Linked DNA regions of Columba livia: region 2 is linked to region 1. Evidence: chromatin contacts called from public Hi-C data. All regions are on one chromosome and are shown on one strand. Each heading gives the region's core, a stretch centred on a gene start, on an enhancer-like site or on the middle of the called end of the contact. The rest is flanking DNA. Distances are from core to core; before and after follow the strand shown. Region 1 overlaps RERE (arginine-glutamic acid dipeptide repeats). Region 2 overlaps RERE (arginine-glutamic acid dipeptide repeats).

Region 1 (5,978 bases), core at 899-3,398:
CTAAAATTGTAGGTAGAGCTCTTAGCAGAGACCAGGCAGGGAAGGCTGTATTGCCATCCAAAAGGTGATAAATGGCGAGAGGAACTGAGAGATAAAACGCCGATACTTCTAAAGTATGCTAGAGAACTGAGGGATCTGCAGGATGTTCCGTAGAGAGCATCCCACAGTTTTTAATGTGCTGTTTTTGTAGCGTTAGTAAAATATTGCTTGGTTTATAAAAGCCTCTCTTAAAATTTCAGTAATGTTTTAGGTTATGCAGTGTTCCCGTGCACCCAAGGTGGATGTTAATCAGTGCTGCTGAACGAGCTGCTGAGACTTATTGCTTAATTAGAGCATATGCAAACCTATTTGTCAGAGTTGGCAGAGGCACATAGACCAAGCTTAAAATTGTGAGAATGCCTGAGCTCGGCTCTGGGGAGCTGCTCACAGCTGGTCTTTCTCTTCCCTGCTGCAGTTTTTCAATACTTTACCTTGTTTAGACCAAGACGAGAGTTCTGCCGTTTCTGTCTCGTAATAAGCAGTACCCATGCGCTGCTCTCCGTTCCCTGTCCCATTCGGGAGGGCAGTGGGTTTGCTGCCTGTTTACACACATCTGCACCTCTTGTGTTGGCAGCTCCTGGGTTTGCGGACGTTCGTGACCAAAACCTGCATTTTTTCTCCCAATCTTAGCAGCGTATGCCAATATTCTGGGTTATGTGGCATCAGCCTGGCGGTGACAGCCAGCGATCCACTGGCCTGTACTGGAGGTGCGTACCGTAAACCTATGGCACAAAACTCCGCCTGTATAGTCCCCTTTCTTGATGAGCCCTCGGTGCTTGGGCAGGTGTTGTAACCAGGACTGGTGAACCCGGAGGATTCAGGGAGATGCTGGACACAGTGTTTTTACCACAGGACTTGAGCTAAATTGAGTTGACTTAATAAAATCTTGATGCATTCCAGAGAGATTGTGAATTCATTAAGACCACGGCTGGACAATCTGTTCCCCTCCGCTCTGCCACGGCTGCTTTATAGCCATTGAAGAGAGTTGTCATTTACCTTTTCTGTTTAATTACTGTAAAGCTATTCCTCCTCCCCCATGATTTTATATTTTTCCCTGGCAGAGCGAGGCTCTGGGGAAATTAAACAGCAATTATTATGTTTGCTCACTCTGTTATACCATAACAGATACTTGAGGGTGAGCTGATGTGTTTGTGTGATTGGCTTCCATGGGAGCGGCAGGGCTGTCAGAACCTCTCAAATCCAGAAACGCAGCGTTAATCCTTTGTTTACCTAAGGCAAGACTAAGCACAAACACAGGGCACAGCTTGTATTGTGTATTTTACATTTGAAAACTGCTGATAAGGAGCGAGAAACCAGGGCACGCAGCGCTTGCTGGCGCTGGAGTTAGTTTGGTAAGGGTATGGAGGAGTTAGTCAGGCTTGTCCTGGTGTTTGGGGAAAAAATATGGGTGAGGGCGGTGGGTGAAAACGGTGGGAGAAGGAAGAGAAAGATGCTACACGCCGAGGAAATAATCTAATAAATGCAGGTGGCTGTGCTGGGTGAGGGAGGATGGGGCTGGTGGGCACCTGGAGACTGAACTGAACTGCAGAGGACGTCTCAGGGCTGCATCCTCCTGCAGGACGGGATCTGAACCATTTCCTTCTCTGTACAAATAATCCCTGCAACAGGGCTCGGAGGAGATGAAGCGTGACTCATTTCTATGTACCTACACCGCGGGGCGAAATGGCCTTGGCAGGAGAAGGCGAGAGATTGGAGGAGTTGTGAGCTCTGGATGTATTTTAGAATTGATGAAAGCTGAACCACGGATTTTAGCGGAGAACATATCCCCTCCGTCTTGCAGAAACTCCACTAGCGGCAGAGCAGATGTTGTCGAGGAAAGGTGGCGCTGGGTTAGAGAGCGACCAGCAAGGTCAGTGTTGGAGCAGCAGGTTCAGCCCTCCCTGGGCTTGGCTTGTGAGCCCCGAGTTTCATTTCCACCCGCCAGAGCCCTCCGTGCTCTCACCCCTTCCCTGATTTACCTCTGGAAATGAGGGGGATGTCACTCTTAAGTTGAGTGAGTATAATGACGCAATGAGGGATGGTTCAGTCTGCTTTATCTGGTGTGATTTTAGCACGCACGTCACTAGCAATACCCAGTTCCTGGCATGAAAAGCTTGACCGGAGACACACAGTGTGTTTCAGGTTGTGAGGTCAGGGCTGTTCCCCGGGTGTAGAACCACTGTCCAGACAACCAGATGGAGAGCAGCGGCTCCCACCGCCGGCTCGCAGTCGGTGCGGAGATGTGGGACGCGTTGACTGCGAGACCTTGCGGTGAGCTGAGATCACCGGGAACAAAATGATCATTACAGGCCATTCATGTCAGCAGCTTCATGCTTTTCTGTTTGCTTGCAAGCAAAACCAGCAGCTAATTTGCAAGGCTGCCTTTTGTAAAAGGGCCTTTTGATCAATGCGTGCCTGTGTTAATGTTTCAGTAGGCTATTGATTTCTGCAGCGCCTTTTGTTCCCTGAATTTATGTGCGATGGGTTTTGGCAGCGCACACTGTGCATGTTTGATTAAAGTTCATTTGACTTTGCTCGCAGTGAAGCTGGAAGCTGCTTTTACTCCCTGTTTGTAGAACCAGGGCTTTTCTGAGTTACTCCTTTGTGCTCCAGCTCCTGCCCCCCGTGCAGGCACCACCGCGCTGCTGCTAATCCTTCCACTCACCCCTCTCCAGCGTTTAATCCCTTAGGTAGACAATATAATATTAGATAGCCAGGCAGCTAACAAGACCTGGCATGGAATTTTTCCGGTGTAGTATGTGCCTAACCTGCGTGCACGTATAAAACATTAACGTTCTCTATGGATACTCCTCTCTGAGTTTTACTTCTCTGTTTTTATCAGAGAGTTACGTCATTTACCAAGTCACAACCCTGTGCAGTCTCACCATGGATTTATCTTCTGTATTTCACAGAATATTCTCCAATCCTTTTAATACACCCAGATTTGATAGGTGGGGTACGACTAGTTGTTAAATAAATTGGTTTCATCTTGACCTGCTTGCAGTTGAGACTCAAGTTTCCAGAGGGTCTCAGGGGAAAAAAGGCATTATGATCATGAGCTTATTATTTATAAATATACACCATTTATTTTTTAAAAGTCTGGTAGCGCATGTATAAGTTGTGAAACTTCCCTTGGGACCTTGCGACGTGTAAACAGAGCTCAGAGATGTTCCCGGTTGCTGTTTTATGATGGGAGGAGGACAGATCGGTGCGTGCTCTGTTGCCACGTGTCAGAGGACCCATCAGTTCACTGCCATAGAGACTTGGGATTTACTGACACCTCAGATTGGATATAAATGAATTTATAAGTAAAAAGTGGTGTTAGTTTCATTTGCAGGACACTTTCCACCTCTGACAAGCGTTGCCAAGCCTTTCCACAGAGCTCTGTGTGCCTCTGGGCACCGGCCAGATCCGCAGCTTGACAAACAGTCGCGCTGGATGGACTTTGAACCCGCTTAATGGACTCCAAGTAGAATGTTATTTCTAAAGCAAACACGTGCAGTTGAACAGGCGGCAGCAGAGCAGGGTGCTGGGGGCACAACTCCGTGTTCTTCCCAGGTCTGACATGGCTTAAATGCTCATCGCCAGCCTGCACCCGTTTTAGGTTTAGCTTATCCTCAGGAAAGAGTTTTGTATATATATTATTTTTCCTTTAATAGGGCTTTTGTCCTTCAGAATCAACAGTTGCAGGTAACGATTAATTTTGCCCATGTCTCCTCCTCTTTACCAAGTGTCGCTCCAAATACAATTTGGTGTGAACATGGTTGGAGCTTGTGCTGGAGATCAATCCCATCAATCCCAGTCTATAGCAGCGCCGATTAAAAATGCATTTATTCTGTCTATCGCCAGCAGTCAAAGTTGTGGTTATGTTCTCTTCCTGCTGTTTCTGGTTTTAAATCAGGCATTGGTAAAATTCACGTCTTAAATGTCAGCAGTTAATGCCTAGAACAACATCCTCCTTTTGTCTTTCAAGTGTTGCAGTGGTACAGATGTTAGTCAGGGCTGTAATTGCTTGTTCCAGGCCCTTGGGAGAGTTTGGATTAAGGGTGTGTCTTTATTAGACTCGACTTGAGTGATGTGCCCCGAGCACAGGCTGCAGGATTTCCCTGTGGAGGGAGCGGGCTGGGGCTGTGCTGTTTGATCACATAAAACGCAGTTCAAAGGAGGCCTTTTTGTGGGTAATTCAAGTATGTTTGTTCTCATGTTGATTTTTCAAGGGGCTGGTTAGAACTTCTCCATTATTTTCCTCTTGCGACTTGAAAGCAGCAACACCTTTTACCTTAGAGGCAGACAAGTCGCCAGGAAATGATGGGGTTTCAAAGTAAGAGAAAAGAGATTAAAACCACATGCTGTTCTTCGGTTCGGCGTTACATCCGCTACTTCCAATAGCAGCTGCTCCGGTTTTTGACTGTAAGCCAGATTCATTATGCTGTGAAATTATCACTCATTTCTCTAGGTGTACTCTTTTAACTGCTTAATTGATTTAGATGTGGGCATATATATTCAAATTAAAGCACAATTCACCGTAGTAGGGTTGAGTTATGGTTATAGACTTCTTGTTGAACATGTTTTTATTCTAACTTTCGGCTTCTTAAACAGGAATGCTAACAAATGTCTGTCTGCGGAATGTAGGTTGTCGACATGGCAGTATCGGTTTGAATTGATCCTCATTGTTTCTGTAAACACCCGAGAATCCTGAGCAGTTCTGTCCAACCTCTGGTCTTTTCCATGGGAGGAGTGACAAGGCATTTATGTACTTCTGTTCCTCCCCTGCAAAAGCAAACAAAAAATAACCAGGGTTATTTTTCCTGCCTTATCTAAAGAATTCTTTTGTCTGCCTGAAATACATCACGAAGCTTCCTGCAAAAATACACGTACGGAGAGCAAAAGGGAGGAAAAAAGCTGACGAGTCAGGTTTGCACGCCCCTCTAACATACTCCTTCTGTATTCGCAGGGAGAACTAATCACCTTCTATTACTATTGGAAGAAAACCCCTGAAGCAGCAAGTTCTCGAGCCCACCGTCGGCATCGAAGACAGGCTGTGTTTCGGAGGATTAAAACTCGAACGGCTTCCACTCCAGTCAACACTCCCTCCAGACCCCCCTCCAGTGAATTCTGTAAGTGGGAGCTGTAAGCAGCGCGTTTATCGCTGTTTAGATGCAGGGAGCAACAGTAACGGTGCTGAACCTCCACGTGGACGGAGCGAGGGAACGGAGTTCAGGCCGTTGCCCTCTCGTGTTCTGCCCCGTTATTCTGGAATGTGGTAGATGTCTTTGATCACCAAGCGCTTTCTGTGGTTCTTAAACATAAAAGCATCCTGTCAGGGTGGAAACGCGGCCCTGGCACTGAACCTCCCTGCGCTTTTCTTGGGTTTGTGTTGTGTTTTCTCCAGGCTTATTGCAGTAATGAGAAAAAGAACAAGACCCTCATCCCTTTGGGGGAAGGTCTTTGCATCCTTACTTGACCAGAACCTTCTGCTTGATCTCAGGCTGAGCTGCAGCCAGCGCTGGGATCTTAATGCTGCTTGGGAGAACTTTGACCGCGACTGAAGCGGAAGCATCTAAACAAAGAATAATTACCCAAAGCAGTGAGATGTGCTGCAGTGCAATGGTTATCATCAGTAACGTCCACACAGACACACGAAACCCAGCACGTTTCACCTGCCTTCTGATGCAGAGGCGCTGTCAGAACCTTATTCATGTGGTGGGCAGGCAGGGCAGAATTCTGGAGAGGGTGTGAGTGAGGGAGTGAGAAAGGACAATTAGCTTTTCCTTGCTGAAATCGGTAGGATTTATTGCCGATTTCTGTGTGCACAAGAAGTACGGAGCTCAGCTCAATCCAAGACACTCAGCGCTTCGAGAGCGCGTGGCTGGAAGGACCCATCTGTCTGGATCCCACATCAGGATGAGAATAAAAATCAGTTTAGTAAAAGAAAGCCA
Region 2 (5,978 bases), core at 1,871-4,370, 42 kb before region 1:
ATCCTATTCCTGGCACTTAAAAAAGCCTGTTTTTTCCCCACTGGCTAAAGGTAACGTTTTTCAGGATCCTCTAAACCTCTACCAGTTTCTCTTGTTTTCACATCTATGTCTTTTCTCTTGTATGAAGATTCTCTTTCATGTCTGTGCTTATGAGTTTTGTGATTGTTATAATTACTTTGACAAAGTTAATGCTCCTGTTCTCTGTTGTTAATTTGGGACAGCTCTGCCCTGTAAACTCCTCTGTGTTTCAGTAACCAGCGTAGCCGCCTGTCAGCCCAGCCCGTTCTTCCTGGCCTTGTCGGGTTGTTTTGCAGATTGAACTGCTTGGGCGATGGGGCTGCCAGGGAAAACACGTGTTGTCCTTGAGGCAAAATAAAGATGCCCTCCAAGTTACAAAGAGGCTTTGGCGTTGCCGCGTGTTTTGGGAGGGAGCAAAGAGGGCAAAGAAACAGAAGCCCTATTCTCTCCACCGCTGTCGGATTTCCTAAGTGAAAAGTCTTGCGGGTAGTGGCACGCACAGAAAAGAACGTTTGCAAGGTGAGCTGGCAAAACAAACAATCCTTCTTTCTTCACGATGGATCTGCTCCCAGCGCTGGAGCGCGAACAAGCAGGAAAAACAGTGTGTGCTCAGTAGAAAAGACAACGTCTTATTTTTGTGGCTTTAAGTAGGCACCACGTACCACAGGAGTCTTAAAGGAACGAGTTAAAAAGAAGAGTTAAAGAGAAGTTTAGTGGTGTCTGCGTGTTGGCTCTGAGCACGACTCCCATCATTTAACCTGCGGCTCGTGTAAGATGGACCGAGATCGTTGTTCCAGTTGCATGGAGGTGCAGTTGGAGCTGATTCCAGGGTGGATTCACCGGCTTTTGTTCTGTTGTATATCAGGAAATCTCACCCAGGTTTGATCGGTGGTACACACGGTTACTGCTGTTGCATCGGCCACTTCCCTGTAGGTGCCGTGCAGGAAGCTGAGAAAGAATAGAAAACCACTCTGGCTTAGTTTTCTTTCTTGTTCCCGTTATATTAGCCAAGCGCTTGTGTCACTGCAGTAACACCCTGCAGGCTATTGTTATTTTAGTTGTTGGTAAGAAAAAAAACATTCGGGCCACCTATTAAGGGAATGTTACTGTTTGTTCTAAAAACTTTATACTAATAGTAACAAAGCACAGAATCCCAGAATGTCAGGGGTTGGAAGGGACCTGGAAAGCTCATCCAGTGCAATCCCCCCATGGAGCAGGAACACCCAGATGAGGTTACACAGGAAGGTGTCCAGGCGGGTTGGAATGTCTGCACAGAAGGAGACTCCACAACCCCCCTGGGCAGAGCAGAGGGGCAGGAGAACCTCTCTGACCTACTGACCACCCCCTTCTAACCCACCCCAGGTACCATTGGCTTCCTGGCCACAAGGGCCCAGTGCTGGCTCATGGTCACCCTGCTGTCCCCAGGACCCCCAGGTCCCTTTCCCCTACGCTGCTCTCTGATAGCTCATTCCCCAACTTATACTGGAACCCAGGCAGTTAACATCTCATTGCTGTTCAGTAACTGTATCTTGATCCCTGTTCAGTTCATCATTCTTGGGAAAAGTTCATGAATTATAGAACTCACCGCAGTGTTTTCTGAGGTCTGGCAGCACAGATGCTTCTGGAGGGTGGGATGTGGATGGCTCAGGATAAAATCCAGGTAGGAAGGAAAAGCAGGAGATAATCGATGCACAGAATCATTTTTTTGGTTGCCCCCATCGTAAAGAAACATTTGAGGGTCTGTAAAATTCTTTTCCGCTAATCAACATCTTGGAAGCTTTGGTTTGCTTAGAACCTTGTTTAGAAAAATTGCCTCTGTGTAGAGAAGTTCATATGCAAATCGTTCTCCCTTTTGAGTGGAGGAAGATAATGCGGTTTTTGTCAGCCAGGCAATATTTCTTGTTCTTTGAGATCATTTTCAGAAGACATAGAGCAGGCTCCTGACTCCCCTTCAGTTCTCGAAATCCCGCTGTACTTTGAAGACAGGACAGGCTGTAAATCTACAGCGCTCTAAATGCTTTCTGTCCAGTGTTAAGAGCTCCATGTTCTCATGGGTTCATCGGGGGCTGTTTTTCTTTCGGTGTAGTTGTTTTTCTGCCTCACCCTGATTTAAATGTCTGTCTATTTCAGACAGCTTTTGATCATACAGATACGGAATTTCTGGTGGAAAATAAGGTGCGCTGTAGGCTCTGACCAGCTGAAACAGTCCTGTCAACTTCAACATCCCCAGTTGCTTTTGTGTGCTCCCGTAGATATCTGTAGAGGTTCTCTTTCTTTTCCATAGTTGTTCTCCAACAACACAGTGATCTTTGCAATGCAAGAGTTTTCTGGATGGGTAAACTTGGCATCCCATGGCCTACAATCCCTCCTGTGCGTTAGTTTTTCTAGTTGGTGTCACTCATCTGAACAAAATATGCTGCATAAAATGCAACTCCTTTTGAAAAACGTTTTGTTGGAGCTTTTTAAAATTTCCCCTTTTAATTTCTAATGTTAAAAAGTGGTTTTTTTTGAAGTTAACCAGAAAATCTCCAGTGCTTCATGGACTGACACATTATCTGCGAGAAGCTCAGGAAGGCGGCAGAAAATGCGCTTGTTTAATGTTGTTTCTTTGACTAGTAAAACCCCGGTTGCCCTTCAGGTTGTTTAAATTTCACTTCGTATATCAACAAGAAAAATAATTAGTCATAGAGCATCTCATGTGGCTTCCTTTAGTGGTTTTTCTCCAATATCAGATCACTGCTAATTCCATTGAATGATCTATTTGTCTTGTTTTTCAGCTACATGAAAGTAACTATGATGCTGGAAAAGCCCTGCAGCGCTTGGTGAAGAAACCTGTGCCAAAGCTGATTGAGAAATGTTGGACCGAAGATGAAGTGGTAGGAAATGAATTATTCCCTTGAGCCTTATAGTTCATCTTGTTTCTCTTGCTCTTTTTTATTTTATTTATTTTTTTAAGAGGTTACGTTTATGGGGAAGAAGAGGGGCAAATAATTGCAATGCAATTGTTGCAATTGCAATGCAGCAAATCCTTGCTGCACAGGATGAATGTTTGCAGAATTGTGAGTTAGCGGGCCCTTGCTTGATATACAGAACCTGATTAGACTGGGGAAAATACCCTTCTAATAGCAGAATAAGCAAGGAGAACATCAAGTGACGGGTTTTGAGAGGATGCTGTGGGGTAAATTAAGGGCAAAAAAATAGATGCAAAACTTCTGGGCTCCAGATTTCCCTTTTGTTTTCATGTCCAGGAAGGCTTGGCCACCGGCATTAACTGGGGTAGGACAAGATGTAAAAGGCAAAGTGTTGTCTGTGTATTCTTTCCTGCTGGTATTGGAGGAGGTTTATGGTGTCAGCTCACGTTGGCTAATGGGAGGTTGGATATCAGCGTTTCTCATAAACGCAGCTTGAGATTAAGTCCCTTCTTCCTCTCATACGGAATATTAGGAAGTGTTTAGTGGCGTAGTTCTCGATGGATGAAACTTTGACAAGGAGCAGACCCAAACCAGCTTATCTGAAAGCCGGGATTTAGCCATGCTGGCCACGTTTAAAGTATGTAGGAATTCCAGCCCCACAACTGGGCTGGAAACAGGCCGTGCGTCCTGTCCGTGGCTCCCACAGTGATGTATGGAGGTGATGGATTAGAGACCCGCGCTGGATGTTCGGCGCGGTTGTGTCCTCACGGCTGCACGCCCGGGCTCGCTGGGTTGGTCAGACCTTGTGCTGCAGGGGTTGGGCACACAAGTGCTCCCCTGCATTTAAAATAAAAGGTGAAACTCGTGCGTTTTCACTTGGGTTACATTACATTACATACCGATGTTAATTGTGCTTAACAGAAAAGATTTATGTGAAATGTAACCTATAAGGAGATGGTACGTCTTTAGCGAGCCGGCTAGGCATGTGTAGTTTTGTGAAAATGGAAAACCATTCTATTTTGTAGCTCAATAATCAGGCTGCAGTGTGCACTGAAATAGCAAATCAGATGATTGGAAGTTGGTTATGATAAAATATTTATCACAGAACCTCAGACTCGCTTATAGTTTTCACCTTTGGCTGTTGGAAAAGCTGCTCTGGTACGTAGCGTGCTGTATTGGAATAGACCAGGTAGAAATTCAACTTGTCACGTGTACTTACCAGGTATATAAATGAAGAAAATGTGTTACAGTACAAGACAGCATCGCTCACGGAAAAATGGCACGAGAGAAGATCTTGCTTTTCTCTAAATCAATTTTTGAAGCTCGTTAGTTGATCAAGTATGTAAGGAAGTGAATAAAAATAAACATTTTGTGGTTTTGTTAAGCTGCTAATGGCATTGGTGCAACAAAACAGAACCAATTAATAATGGGGGAAACTTTCATGGTCTTTTAGCACTTTTTAATTATTGAGATAATGTCTGGGCAGACTTTGAAAACTGTTGTTTCTCTGAAAGTCTTTCAGGGAGTTATTCCCATGAATTCCTTATGCTTACCCTCTCCTTATGTAAACCCTTTTACGAGAGCTAGACTGGGGCTGGGGCGGGCCATCTAAACCCGGATTAAAACAGGCTGATTCCGCAGCCCAACAAAGACCCTTTGTGCTGAGGAGCTGCCTGGAGCCGTGGAGTGAAACAGCATCATGTGCCAGCACCGACAGCGAAGGACAGGATGAGTAAAAGCCTTAGAACACAGTTTCCTGATAAGTTTTACAGCTATCTTGTCACCAAAGGGAGTTTTGTTTAGGGAACAGGCTGTCGGAACGGATACTTCAAGTGCTGTGCCTGTGTTCAGTAAGTTTGCGATCGTGTTGTTTTAACCTCTGTTTTGTCTGCGTACGCTCTTTCCCACGTTCGTGGGTGAATCGTACAGCGCCAACACCTCTTTTTCGGTGTAGATTTTGTTTCCCTCTCCTTGTTTTCCCATCAGAAGCGTTATGCTGTGAAGGCCGTGGCGGCTGCAGCTCGGGGTGTCTGACGAGTTCATGTTAAAGTTTATTGAAAAGCGCAACATGACTCCAAAAGTGCAGACTGTGAGTACAGAGTAATGATCACTGACTCCATAAATCATTGTCAGTGTCAGCTCGTTTTATCAGATTTGTTCTTGTTCTGTTCCATCCAAGTTTCCAGAAACACTTGGCAGCCCTCCAGCCTCGGCAGAGCCAGAGATCAAACTCTGCTCTTATTTATAGAGCGCTAAGCTCCACCTGCACAACCTCATCGCGTGTTTGGCCCCGGCGGTTTGGAGACAACTCCAGATTAAAGCAGCTCTACTGCACTTCTGAGTGTTTCTCTTTGGGGAAGTTTCCTTAATCATCGGCCCCGTGTAACTGAGCAGAACGTTCTACGTGATATACAGGGTGCTGGAGCCGCGTAGGAACTGCACAGCAACATATCTTTCAGAAAACACTCCTTTGTCAAACCCCAAGTCTGGCCAAAACAATTAAATTTTGTTGAGAATGTTGAGTTTCTCCCCCATCTGATGATGGGAAGCGACAAGCAGCAGGAGCCACTAGTGATGTGGTCCAAACCATCCTATTTGTGCTGGACTTAGAATTAGTCTGTTCTTGCATCCTAGCAAGTATCTACTTAATTTTAAGACTTGCGTAAATAAGCTGATGCCAGGTACAAAGCTCTGGTTCATTAACCTCCTTACCTGAGAAAGTCAGGGCTGCTTCGCACTGATCAGAACTGATTAAAATAAAGGATGGAAGTTACGTTATCTTTACTCCCGATGATGTGGTTACAGAGGTTTAGATCAAATTAAACAGGGGATAAAATTTGCCAGTGATTGAATTAAATGGAAGGCTCTGTAAATACCAAGACAGGGGTTTGTTGTCTCTCTTGTGTTTCTAAACGTATGGCTGTTTTTAAGCCTTTTTTACTCCAGTATGTAAATTCAGAGGTGCACTGTCAAAACACTGCCTAACAAAAGGGACCGAAGGAGCCTCTGTGCTCTGTGTCTGCCCGCAGCTCGGTCAGCAGCTGTTTC

What was found. Hi-C and Micro-C count contacts between places; a contact is called where the count stands out from the background.
Region 2: a Hi-C map of crop shows a contact between it and region 1, with 2.3 times the contacts expected there. The contact joins two enhancer-like sites. A contact is called at or near these places in 2 of 2 Hi-C or Micro-C datasets (crop and liver).

Annotation. Positions count from the first base shown.
Region 1 is chr21:2,867,886-2,873,863 of bColLiv1.pat.W.v2, reverse strand. It overlaps RERE (arginine-glutamic acid dipeptide repeats), which reads left to right. Exons shown (of 22, transcript XM_065037951.1): 12 at 4,994-5,156. Among named protein-coding and RNA genes, the nearest start is that of SAMD11, 92 kb to the right of the region's middle. Within about 2 kb of position 2,148, at least 2 of the 3 cell types and tissues checked have an H3K27ac peak away from gene starts, as active enhancers do.
Region 2 is chr21:2,911,148-2,917,125 of bColLiv1.pat.W.v2, reverse strand. It overlaps RERE (arginine-glutamic acid dipeptide repeats), which reads left to right. Exons shown (of 22, transcript XM_065037951.1): 10 at 2,796-2,894. Among named protein-coding and RNA genes, the nearest start is that of RERE, 110 kb to the left of the region's middle. Within about 2 kb of position 3,120, at least 1 of the 3 cell types and tissues checked has an H3K27ac peak away from gene starts, as active enhancers do.